Regions from separate parts of the Sus scrofa genome. Here all the other regions are linked to region 1. The links are chromatin contacts, called in public HiChIP or PLAC-seq and promoter capture Hi-C maps. All regions are on one chromosome and are shown on one strand. The core of a region is the stretch at or near the end of the contact, and the rest is flanking DNA. Distances in the headings are between cores, read along the strand shown. Region 1 holds the start of CEP41 (centrosomal protein of 41 kDa). Region 2 holds the start of CPA4 (carboxypeptidase A4). Region 3 holds the start of COPG2 (coatomer protein complex subunit gamma 2). Region 4 holds the start of TMEM209 (transmembrane protein 209).

Region 1 (3,018 bases), core at 439-2,938:
AACAAGAGAGTAAACTGAGCCATCTTCAATCTAGGGCACAAGCTATAACCACACGGGGCATCCCACCTCTCTCCCCCTACATCCTTAAGACTATTCCTCCTCTTTCTCCCACATTTCCGATGTCATTAATGGCATCGGTGCCAATGAGCAGTCCAAGCTGGAAACCTAAATCATCCATCACACTCTCATTTCTCAAATCATGATGACTTTATCCCCGAAATATTTCTCTCTTTTCCAGTTCCAAGGTCTTATTTGAGGTCTATATCATAATAACCACCTAACCAGTCTCCCTATCCAGTTCCGGCCTCCTCAAATCCATTTTCTACAATGAGGCTACAACCAGTGCCTAAAAAGCAAATCTGACTATGGCACTTGGCTACTTAAAATTCCTCAAAAGCTTCTCAAATTCTGACCAGCAGGCAAGATAAACACACAGCAGCCAAACCACTACTCTCCACACCTACTTCCCCCACCTCCACGGCAGACATTATAATCCATCACAGCACTCCCCTGCAGAGCCTAAACTCAAACTCATAGCTTTCAAAAATCCCAGGCATCCATCATGAGATGAACCAAGCTGCAACTTCTTGGTCTTTTACTATAAAGACCAACAACGTGGGCAAGGCTGAGAAGGCCCTTCCAGACTTTACTCCTGCCTGTCTACCGGGAACTGTCCACTCCCATGTTTCACACCTCCTTAACTTGGCTGAACCTGGTCTCTCCACCTGGGATGTTTCTTCACCCAGCTAATAACTTTCAGACCGTCTACTGGGCGCTTATCTCACTCCCTCAGTTAGGTCCTATCTTTGTGCTCTCCTAACAGCTTGTTCCCCAACCACATTGTACTCAGATTCTGTTTATAAATCCTCCTCACTAGATTCAACTTATTCAAGGACAAAAAGGCCTTGTGTTATTCTCTTTGTAGCTCCCACGACACGAGAGGAGTACAGTAATCATTTGTTGAGATGAAATGACCGCAAATGCAACAGGGCACTGGGGATGAAAACAGATAAACGGTCTTATTCGAGGAAGGCATAAAATTAATGCTCTATTTTGCGTTCCTTTGAAATGGCTTGGTCTGCTTATTCCTGCTCTTTCTGCATCCCCACAATCAGAAATGATGGCTCCTTTGATTTTATTCCTTTAGTGTTTCGGGCTTCATCCAGATGTTACTTATGTTTTGTAACTGCTACTCCTAGACTGTAAGCCCTTTGAGGGAAGGGACTGTGTGTCTTCATGGACTTCGCTCCTTTTGGAGACAAATGCCGGCGTACAGTAAGCTTGTGCGGGATGGTGGCCTGTCACCGCAGGATAACTGCCCGAGCTCCGCGTCCCCCAGGCCTGCCCCGCCTCCCTCCCCTCTCTCGACCCCTCCTCACGCCTCCGCTTCCTGCCTTCCGGGCGGCGGAAGTCGCAGGCTACTCTTCCCTGCCCACGTGGAGGCTTTTCCGGTGCGCCCGCCCCCTCCGCCTCTCCGATCCGGACCTGGCCCTCACCTCAGGATTCCCAATGTGCCTCCGGATAGACATATTTGCTCCAACCGACCACGCTCGGGGTTCTAGCCTCACCGGTAGACTCTAACCCTAGCTTCCTACCCCCACAACCCCGGCTCAGCCGCCTCCCTACAACCTTTCGTCCGATTGGCCTGCCTTCTCTGGCCAGCCAATGGAGGCCCTGTTTACTGTCTTATTGCCGGGTCAGGGGGAGACAGAGACTCCGCTCAATAGTTGCCAAGGGCAACGCGGGACGCCGGCTGCTAAGGCCTTTTGTGCTCTGGGGTGGGCCCAGTAGACTCCCGCCTGCGTTCGCGAAGAGGGGCGCTCGCGGGGGTGCGGGGGGCAGACTGCCGCCTGCGCGTGGGCGGCTGCGCAGAGCTCGAGGGGGGAGGGGCTCGAAAGGGTCGATAGGACTAGTGTTTCTAGCTGTGTGGAAGCCAAAATACCGCACTGGGCCACCCCGCTCTTTGGGTCCGTTTTAGCCAAACATATGGATACTTTCACAATAGGGGATAGATATAGGGCATGGTTTTTCAGCAGGAATGGGAATCTGTAGTTTATTATTTTCAGGTTAAGTTAATATGCAAATTATGCAAAATATGTGGAAATACAGTAATTATTGTTGCTTTAAAAGCTTTTAGCTAGCAACAGAACGGCAACCTTAATTGCAAAGCACACACATCAATGATTCATCATTCATTTAACAAATATTTAATAAGCACCTTATGAGAAAAGCTGCAGTAGGTTTTGTGGAGGATGGGAGGATGACTAAGACCCAGTTCTGTTGTCATGGAAACCATTGTGACTCCTGCCATCAGCCACCACCTGTTCTTATTGCAGATCTGAAAATTAAGTCCTAGCACCTTTAGAAAACAATCACACACACAGTTTGACTTGGCTCTAAAGTGTCCCAGCAAATCCATCAAATTATTATTTCCTTTTACATGGGGGGAACAACACAGTAACCCTTTGTCCTTTGCTCTAAGTTGTTTTTCCAGGAATGGAGACAGGTTACCCTGAGCTGTTCATATTCGCTGGCTCTTGGCTTGTGAATAATAACATACATCTGAGCTGCTTCAGGGTCTGTGCAGATGACCCATTCAACAACATGGCCTGGCATGCCCTTGTCCTCTCAAGACTCCTCAGTGGCCCACCTTATGGTCCAAATCTTGAATCCTGTTGTTGCTCAGAGCTGCTTGACCTCTAGGATCTTAAACCGGCCACAGGTGTCTCTTGCAAGTTCATACTTCCTGAGTTTTAACATCCCTGTGTTCTCTAACCCTTCAACTGCCTGAAATTCTTAGTCTCTCTCCCATCCACTGGAATAAAGAAGCATTTAGAGGCTGCAGAAAATTGGAAGGCGGGGGAGGGGTGGTGGACTTTAGAAGCTTTTACATAGCAAGCAGAGGCTTCTAGACACATTACAGCTTAGAATGTATGCTTCCCTGGTTCAGAATGACGGTGGGGTGATGATAGAGACTGTAGGTAGAATAAACTGGAGAAAGGAAAGCAGGGGAGGTAA
Region 2 (2,882 bases), core at 134-2,633, 140 kb before region 1:
CAAATCTGAGCCAAATCTGCCACCTACACCACAGCTCACGGCAACACTGGATCCTTAACTCACTGAGAAAGGCCAGGGATCGAACCTGCAACCTCATGGTTCCTTGTTGGATTGGTTTTTGCTGCGCCATGATGGGAACTCCGATGTCTAAGTCCTTGACCTGTCTTTAGCGAGAATTCTGTTAGGCCAATTAAGCAAGAATCTCCCCGTTCTTTGATGTCTCCTCTTAACAATTTTCTATCTTCTGACCCCCTTGTTCTGCTGTCTTTACTGTATTCAAAATTGAACACAGTTACTCCTATTTTATGACCCCTGTTGTAGTAATCTTGAATAAAGTCTTCCTTATAGTTGTAACAAATGTAAGAATAATATTCCTTTAACACTCTCAATCATAACCCTTTGTTGAACCCAATCCCCTTGAGTAAGTTCAGTAAGTATGTTGACAGTGGGGACAGTGGAGTGGGGGGGACTTGTGGGATTTGGGCCTTCTATGAGAGACTGAAAGGCCCTGGAGTCCTTGAAGGAGCTGTGGAAATCGTGAGTGTCTTCCATTTGTTCTGCTGTGATTTGGTGGAAAGGACACCAGACTCAGAGTCTAGTAAATGGAAGGAAGTCTTATTATTAATAATTCCTTTACCTTTAGCTCAGATTCCAAGGAAAATGGATAATTTATTCAGACTAACATATTCTTCTTATGCCATTTACTTCATGTAGTTCTACCTTTTTTTTGTGTGTGTGGAATCATAAGAATTAGGTGTTCGATTCATAACAGAAGCTACAAATTTTCATCAAGACTTGTCACCAGAGAAGAGTTTGTCAAGTGTGTGAAGTATGTAGTCTTGGAGTTGGCTTGGGGTTTCCTTCTTTCTTGCCTTTTTAGGTCCACACCCAAGGCATATGGAAGGCCAGGGGTCAAATTGGAGCTACAGCCACTAACCTACACCACAGCCACAGCAACGCGGGATCTGAGCCGAATCTGTGACCTACACCAAAGCTCACAGCAACACCAGATCCTTAACCCACTGAGTGAGGCCAGGGATTGAACTTGAATCCGCATGGATCCTAGTTGGGTTTGTTAACCACTGAACCATGAAGGGAACTTTGATGGGCTTCCTTCCTTCCTTCCTTTCCTTCTTTTCCTTCTTTTCCTTCTTAGTGTTTTTTTTTTTTTTTTTTTTTTTTTTTTTTTTTTTTTTTTTTTTTAGGGCCACACTCTCTGCATATAGAAGTTCCCAGGCTAGGGGTTGAATTGGAGCTACAGCTGCCAGCCTACACCACAGCCACAGCAACACGGCATCTGAGTCGCATCTGCGACCTACACCACAGCTCATGGCAACGCCAGATCCTTAATCCACTGAGCAAGGCCAGGTATCAAACTCACATCCTCATGGTTCGTTAACCACTGAGCCACAAAGGAAACTCCCATCTTTCTGTCTTTTTACTCTAGAGGTAATTTCATCTCAGGTTTACAGTTTTGCTTCTTCAGTCAGTGTAAATTATCAGTATAAATTCTATCTAGCACTGTGGGACTTTCCTGTTTACTAAAAAAACACTATTTAAATACCAAGTGATGAGCAATACAGCACTCTTGGCACAGACTTTTCCAGCCAGAGGAGCAAGTTCCTGACTTTGTAAATCAAGAGGCTTGGCCTCTATCATTCAAAAGGAATGGAAGAGGCATCAGTAGGGGCCCACCTGTTGTACTGTCAGAGTTGCAAGAGTGCTTGGGAATCACATTAGCATTTTTGAGGACATGAGTCTGCATCAGAGTCCTTATAAATACAGCCTGACTCAGCCACTCTTTGACTGACACCCTTGGGACATGAAGTGGATACTGTTCTTTGGGGCCCTTATTGGGTCTGGCATCTGTGGCCGAGAAAAGTTTTTTGGGTAAGTTCCTTTTGGACTTAATATTATTATTACTTGGTTAGTTCGAGATATAGGAACCAGATGGATTTGGAAATGAATAGCTGATTATTCTTCAAGTGGTATGGTGTTGGGAAGGAAGACCTGGGCTCCTGTTTCGGCTCTGCCCCTGTATCATTTTGGACCAATTACTACTCTCTCAGGCTCAGTTTTATCTGTGATATCAGGACTAGGTCTCTGCAGTCCCTCCCCAGGTCCCTAATTCATGCTTGTTCTTTCCCCTCCTAGTTTTTTTTTTTTTTTTTTTTTTTTTTTTTTTTTTTTTTGGTCTTTTTGTCTTTTGTTGTTGTTGTTGTTGCTATTTCTTGGGCCGCTCCCTCGGCATATGGAGGTTCCCAGGCTAGGGGTTGAATCGGAGCTGTAGCCACCGGCCTACGCCAGAGCCACAGCAACGCGGGATCCGAGCCACGTCTGCAACCTACACCACAGCTCATGGCAACGCCGGATCGTTAACCCACTGAGCAAGGGCAGGGACCGAACCTGCAACCTCATGGTTCCTAGTCGGATTCGTTAACCACTGCGCCACGACGGGAACTTCCCCTCCTAGTTTTTATTTGTAAGGTCAGTTCTAGGCATCTCCTACTTTCTTACTCTTTTTATTATGCACTGCTAAGAATTACCAGAAATTATTTCTAATTTCAACCATACTTAAAGGAAAACCTGGGTCTTGGATTTTGACTCCACCTCTTTGTTAACGGTGAAGGTTCAGTAGCGCAGAGCTTTCTTATCAGTATTTGGCACATGGAGATTTTGATGGGTCTTGCCTAGCCTTCGCTATGAAAATGGACATACAAGGATACGCTTTGTGTATGTGTGTGTGCATGCACACACATGCTTCACACAGAATTCTTTGCAGTCTGCAAAGGATGGGACATTTGGGAGGTAGGAGAGATGAAAGGATGCCACGGTACCCTGCTAGAAGATTGAATTCTAGTAACTCATTACTGCATAATGCT
Region 3 (2,794 bases), core at 42-2,541, 210 kb after region 1:
CTCCAGATGCCGAAAAGGATTGGAACCACTACCTATATCATAAAACAAGACAAAACAAAAAATGTCTTTAATAGCTGTCCTACACAAACTCTTTCTAGAGAAGGGTACTGAATGCTTGGGAAATCTCACCCAAGTGAAATGACCATTTGGATATCACAGTGATAACCATCACTAATACTCATATAAATTGGTTAAAATCATTTTGATTCTGGCACTAGCTCTGTCCTCGCTAACCTGTAAGAACTTGTACTTCTCCTTTGCAGAAACCCTGCCTGAAATGAGTGTCTTCTTTTCCTGCCCTCTTTTGAGATGAATGTTACAAATATCTGTCGTGGCCACACAACTAAGATTAATGAGATTGTGGTAGGATCCTTTGGATTTCTCTAAAGGAGAGCACTGCTTTATGTGTTTCTATCATTTACTGCGAAGCAGAAGAGTTCATCAGATGATACATAAATTCCAAGCTGGAAAGGGTCACAGAGGTTTACTAACCTAATCTTCGATTTCGTTTCCTGAAAGTAGCTATCAATCACTGAGGGTTTTTGTTGTGTTTGTTTTGCTTTTTGAGGTGGCTTGGCAGCTTCCGCTTTTGCTCTGGACCAAAGATGGGTATCAAAATACAACTCACGTTCGGGTGCTTGAGTATTAAATGAGCTAGGTATCACGGAACAACAGCCTTGCCCCCAAGGAAGCGGACAGAGCAAATGGGCCCCAGGAAGACTGTAAGATACAAGGCACCCCAAGGTTCATTCACACACTATCCTATTTTTAGCAAATCCACTCCGGGCCTAACACTACCAGTCCCCAGCCCCGACCCTCCCCACCCCCCGCCTCCCGCACGCGCACACACACGCCCCCGCCCCCTGCCTTGCGCCCGCCTCTTTGGCGGGAAGCCCACCCCCGGCGTACCAGCGGAGGTGGCTCCGAGGAGCTGCGCCGGGGGAGGGGGCTGGGGGCGGGGCCGCCGAGCTGCCCGAGGCATCGCGCGGGCGCCAGGGAGGGAGCGCGCGACCCGAGGGGAGGCTCCGGCGACCGGGGGAGGGGCTAGGGGCAGGCCCCGGGCTGGAGCTGAGCGAGGCGGAGGAGGGGCCGGGCTCCAACTCCGGCCCCCTGGCACACCGACGCCCACGCCCCCAGGTGCGCAGTCCCCGGAGCAGGTGGCGGCGGCGGGGGGGAGGGGCCCTCGCGGCTGAGGATGGGCGTCAGAAGCCCTGCGCGTACCAGACTCCTCGTCCTTCTTGTCGAATTTTTTAATCATCTTGGACGACTTCCCAGCGCCCAGACCCACCGCAACCGTCCCAGGCGCCGCAGCCGGCAAGCGGAAGAGGCTCCAGGAAGGCCGGCCCCGTGCTTTGGCGCCGGTTGGGCCCCGGTCCCGTCACTCGGAGAGAAGGCCCGCCCTCCCCGCCGGCCGCGGCCGCTCTCACCCTCAAGGGACGTGACCACGCCCTCTCCTCCTTCCCCAGCCGCGCGGAGGCGGGGCCAGGCAGTGAGCCCCCGGGGCCGCGTCCCCGCCCCTTCAGTCGTTGGTGGCGGAGCGGGGTGAGCCATGGCCCACCCTGCAAGCTACCCGGCAGCTTAGGCCTGCAGTGAGCAGTAAGTTCGTTTATTTGGTTGCACGCCCTAGATGACGGCATCTGTAGGCCCTTCAGTCTGTGGAGACGAAGCGAGGGGCATGGAAGGGTTTGTTTTCACTTAGTAACAGTGGCATTTTTTATAATCCACTGCTGGGCCCTTCCACTGCGGAACGTGCTCGCTCCTGGTGCAGTTCTGGTGGGCTTCTCCTCCAGAAGCGATGAAAGGGTTAATGGTTCCCAGATCATTTGGGAAGTTGGCAAGGCGCTCTCAGACTTCTTGGAGACTGCAACAAAGCACAGGGAACCTTCGTGAGTGTGGGTTTCCAGAGGGCTCAGAAGGACACTTAATGTGAGGCATGAAAAGAGACCCACTTGAAGGGCCGAGAAAGCTGATCTTTACTCTTACCAAGAGGGAAGATTTTGGACAACGGACTGCCTTTCCCAGCCTTCTTTATAATTCTTTCCTTCCTCAACAAGCTATTTAAAACACTGCCAATTCTTCCCTGTTTAATTCCACCCTTTCAAATGATTCCATTTGTACCCATTCTTACTAAGTTAAGGTACATTCACTTGGATGTTCATATTCCTCTTGGTCTTTTCCTAAAATGTATGTTGGTTTTCCCTTCTCCTGTCTGAAAGAACAACTAAGACACTGTTTCTACCTTTGGCCTCAGTGTCACGCCTCCACTGTGGGCTCTTGCTCCCATCCCTCCGCACTTTTTTGAAGCATTATACCTTGTAAATATCCCTTAAATCTGTTTTCTTATTCCTACTGCTATCACCTTAATTCAGGTCCTGTTTGTTTCTTGGACAGACTCCTAACCAGCCTTCATGGCCCCAATTCAAACCATTCTGTTATCTTTCTTTACTTGGATGCCTGGTAAACATGGACCATTGGTGGAAGGAGCAGATGCTAGGTTCTCTTTTGCTTGAAGTGGAGACATTGCTCAATTTCACAGTAGATTGTCTTTGTTTAGGAAAAGCCCTATAATGGGCCCTTTAGATACATAAGTAAATATCCACTCATTTTTCTTGAGGGAAACTGTAAAGTCACCATACGTCTAATAAATGCTGCAGACTGAGATATTAAGCGTTCTGGTTATAGAGGTAAACTGGGTTACCTTAACAGAATTATGCCTTTGAAAAATCAGAGAATTCTAATCAGATTAGATTCTATGTTCTGGAGTGATTCTTTCTTCCAGTATGGATTTAAACTA
Region 4 (2,805 bases), core at 38-2,537, 200 kb before region 1:
TAAAAGCCTTTTCAATACTTAAAAAAACAAAAACAGAAACACACCACAAATCAAAATAAACACAAAACCTGTGGAACCAACCATTGGTCTCTTATTTAAATTTTCACTCCCCTCCTTTTTTTGTTAATTAACTTACATTTCAGTATATATCATTCCAGCCATAGATACATTTAGGAGTCCCCAGGCTAAAACCACTTTCCTAGCTTCTGTTTCTTTTCTCATCTTGATGGTTCTGTCAATAAGGGAAGCACTAGGGTTTGGCTCCCCTTGCATCTGTTCAAAATCAAAAAGCATGAAAATTAATTAAAAGAAACTACTTCTCCATTTAAGAAATCAAACTTGTGTCCACTATAACGGTAACTAAAAATTGCACATAACTTTCAGCTTTCAAAGTTCTAAACTTTTTTTACATTTTAATATTAGTATAAGAAAAGGGAACCCTAAATTACAGCTTCACTGGCACCACACTGTAATCAACAGAGAACTGGCTGGTCGCTTCAGAGAATAATTTAACATTTCCAATAAATGAAAGTATTTTGTAACATAAGGGTTAATGGTTATCTTTGCAATTACACTGTGTTGTGTTTTTGGAATATGTCACAAAGACTAGGCCAAAAGCTGTTAAGAAATTCAAAATACCAAATTACGAGATAAAATATTCCAAGTAAGATATAAGCCATTAACTGCCTACGATTTAAAAAAAAAAAACAAAACTCTGCACACGCCAGAGATCTCCGTTTTTGTGTTGCTGATAAACTATCAGGATTTAAGTTTTGGAAGGGCGAGTACCCAAGATGTTAAGGGGGTAAGGGTGGTGGGGGAGAGTGTACAGTTTTGGTCCACACTGGGATTTACATTTCCTTCACTTTGCTAGGCTTCATCTCCTGCAGACAAGTGTAACACTAGTTCCCGCTACATGGAGCAGCACCCTCCCCTCCTCCCTGTCCCAGAGTCAAAACGCCCCAGTGTGGGGAGCTACCCTCCCTGGCTCTCACAGTAGGAACTTTCGCACCCCCTACAGCTTCTTTCCACTACAGGTAGTGGGAGATCCGGCCACAGTCCCTTTTGGTTCAACCCTCGCCAGGTCCGCAGGCGCGGAACTCCCACGACCCGCGTGGACTCTAAATCCAGGAAGCACAAAGATGACCCTGAAAACGCACCGTGTTCTCCGGCCGGAAGCAGTGGACTCGCGCCACTCCCTACTGCACATGCGCGAAGCCAGTGCTAAGGTGAAGGCTACCAGCTTGTGGAACTGCAGATACCGGAAGAACGGAACTGTTTCTTCTCGCGAGAAGAGAAGAGTTTGGGGGGGAGGAGGGACGGGGCTAACAGCGTTACCAGGGAAACAGCTCCCGGATTTGTGGCTCCCACTCAGGTGCCGGGAGAAAACTGAGCAGCAAAAACTCAGACCAGGTTCTAAACCCGCAGTAAAAAGTAGTAACTATAACAAGCGGAATTTCTATAGATTAATATAGTTTTAGCTTCCTTACAGCATTTGTGGACTCACATTTTAAAGCAGATTTGATTAAGCTGGGTGGCTAATTGTAGGATGCAGAGTATTGGATAATGTGTCCATACACCACCAGCAATGACAAAGCATTTCTCACACCTCTATGCTAAAAAAAAAAAAAAAAAAAAAAAAAAAAAAATTAAGTGTTCTGATCCGATGTAAATTCTTAAATATCCTTGTAATGAGGGTGCAACAAGAAAAGCCAAAATGTGTTTTTGTTAAAAGTTGGTGGTTTTGAGGTTTTTTTTTTAAACCCCCAAACTTTTACTTTTCTTGCATATTATTTAGAAGAACTAATTCTGAGGAAAAGTTTCATCAGGGAGTTCAGTTTGGTTTTATTGAAGAAATACAAACGCCTACTGTGTGCCGCTGAACCACACGCGGGAATGTAAAAGTAAAAGCTTCGGTGGTTACTCACTGAAGAAGCTCAGCCTGGCGGGGAGGACATGTGCACTAAGAAAGGCAGGTGAGGTGGGGCGCGGTGAACCCCAAGGAGACGTGAGGGGCCCAGCCCTGAATCCAAGAGAACTTCCTGAAGGAGACAAAGCGGGCCTAAAGCAGACGGGCAACGTCCGGGAACTTACTCTTGGCGATGCAGAGAAGTATGCTTCTAATAAAAACATCACTCTCTGTCATAATAAGCTAGTAGATTGTTGCATCATATAGGTCCCAACTGCCAAAATTTTTCCTGAAATGCTCCTAAGTAAGCTCCAATAAAAGAAAAAGAAGTTTCCTCCTGGTACAGCATATTAACGAAAATCTGCAGGTATGCTATGCTCTTAAAGATCTTAAAACCGATTTTTAAGTGGATTTCTAAAAATAATTTTTAGAGTATCTTAGCAACAATGATGTTTTGCTCTAGTTGTAAAGATGAGCTAACTTGAAAATTGTTACAGTACCGTGAAAATTAGAATACCAGGTTCCTCCCCAACCCATGTTGGCTCTTCCCTAAGAAGAAATTGTATGTATTTGATGTAATTCGCAACAGACACATCTCTGTTCTATGCATTTATTCAAGGCTTAAAAAGGAACACTGCCTAAATTAGATATATTGTTGACATTCTGTATTAGTTTACTAGGGTTGCCATAGCAAAATACCACAGACTGGATGCCTTAAACAACAGAAATTAATTTTTTCACAGTTGTGAAGTTTGGAAGTCTAAGATCAAGGTGCCAGCAGGATTGGTTTCTCCTGAGCCTTGTCTCTTTGGCTTGCAAATGACCTCCTTCATTCTGTGTCCTCACATGGCACCTCCCTGATGTCTCTTTCTCTTCTCATAAGGACACTAGTCCTA

The links. Promoter capture Hi-C pulls out the DNA fragments that hold promoters and counts their contacts. HiChIP or PLAC-seq counts read pairs in DNA pulled down with a chosen protein or histone mark.
Region 2: an H3K27ac HiChIP or PLAC-seq map of skeletal muscle shows a contact between it and region 1, with 4 times the contacts expected there. The contact joins the promoter of CPA4 here to the promoter of CEP41 in region 1. A contact is called at or near these places in 1 of 5 promoter capture datasets (fetal skeletal muscle), 2 of 47 Hi-C or Micro-C datasets (embryonic fibroblasts and epiblast stem cells) and 1 of 2 datasets of contacts at active chromatin or transcription factors (skeletal muscle).
Region 3: a contact with region 1 is called in a promoter capture Hi-C map of fetal liver, with 2.8 times the contacts expected there. The contact joins the promoter of COPG2 here to the promoter of CEP41 in region 1. A contact is called at or near these places in 1 of 5 promoter capture datasets (fetal liver) and 1 of 2 datasets of contacts at active chromatin or transcription factors (alveolar macrophages).
Region 4: a contact with region 1 is called in an H3K27ac HiChIP or PLAC-seq map of alveolar macrophages. The contact joins the promoter of TMEM209 here to the promoter of CEP41 in region 1. A contact is called at or near these places in 3 of 47 Hi-C or Micro-C datasets (brain, epiblast stem cells and fibroblasts) and 2 of 2 datasets of contacts at active chromatin or transcription factors (alveolar macrophages and skeletal muscle).

What each region holds. Positions count from the first base shown.
Region 1 is chr18:18,414,840-18,417,857 of Sscrofa11.1, reverse strand. CEP41 (centrosomal protein of 41 kDa) reads right to left here and starts at 1,688. Exons shown (of 11, transcript XM_003134674.6): 1 at 1,497-1,688. The coding sequence starts at 1,529. LOC102162156 (a long non-coding RNA gene) reads left to right here and starts at 1,899. Exons shown (of 3, transcript XR_002340307.1): 1 at 1,899-3,018.
Region 2 is chr18:18,552,445-18,555,326 of Sscrofa11.1, reverse strand. It overlaps CPA4 (carboxypeptidase A4), which reads left to right and starts at 1,383. Exons shown (of 11, transcript XM_021078825.1): 1 at 1,383-1,890. The coding sequence starts at 1,823.
Region 3 is chr18:18,207,875-18,210,668 of Sscrofa11.1, reverse strand. COPG2 (coatomer protein complex subunit gamma 2) reads right to left here and starts at 1,291. Exons shown (of 24, transcript NM_001246238.2): 1 at 1,222-1,291; 2 at 1-32. The coding sequence starts at 1,258. TSGA13 (testis-specific gene 13 protein) reads right to left here. Exons shown (of 8, transcript XM_005673166.3): 8 at 1,592-1,861. The coding sequence ends at 1,692.
Region 4 is chr18:18,613,740-18,616,544 of Sscrofa11.1, reverse strand. TMEM209 (transmembrane protein 209) reads right to left here and starts at 1,287. Exons shown (of 15, transcript XM_003134688.6): 1 at 1,161-1,287; 2 at 137-273. The coding sequence starts at 273.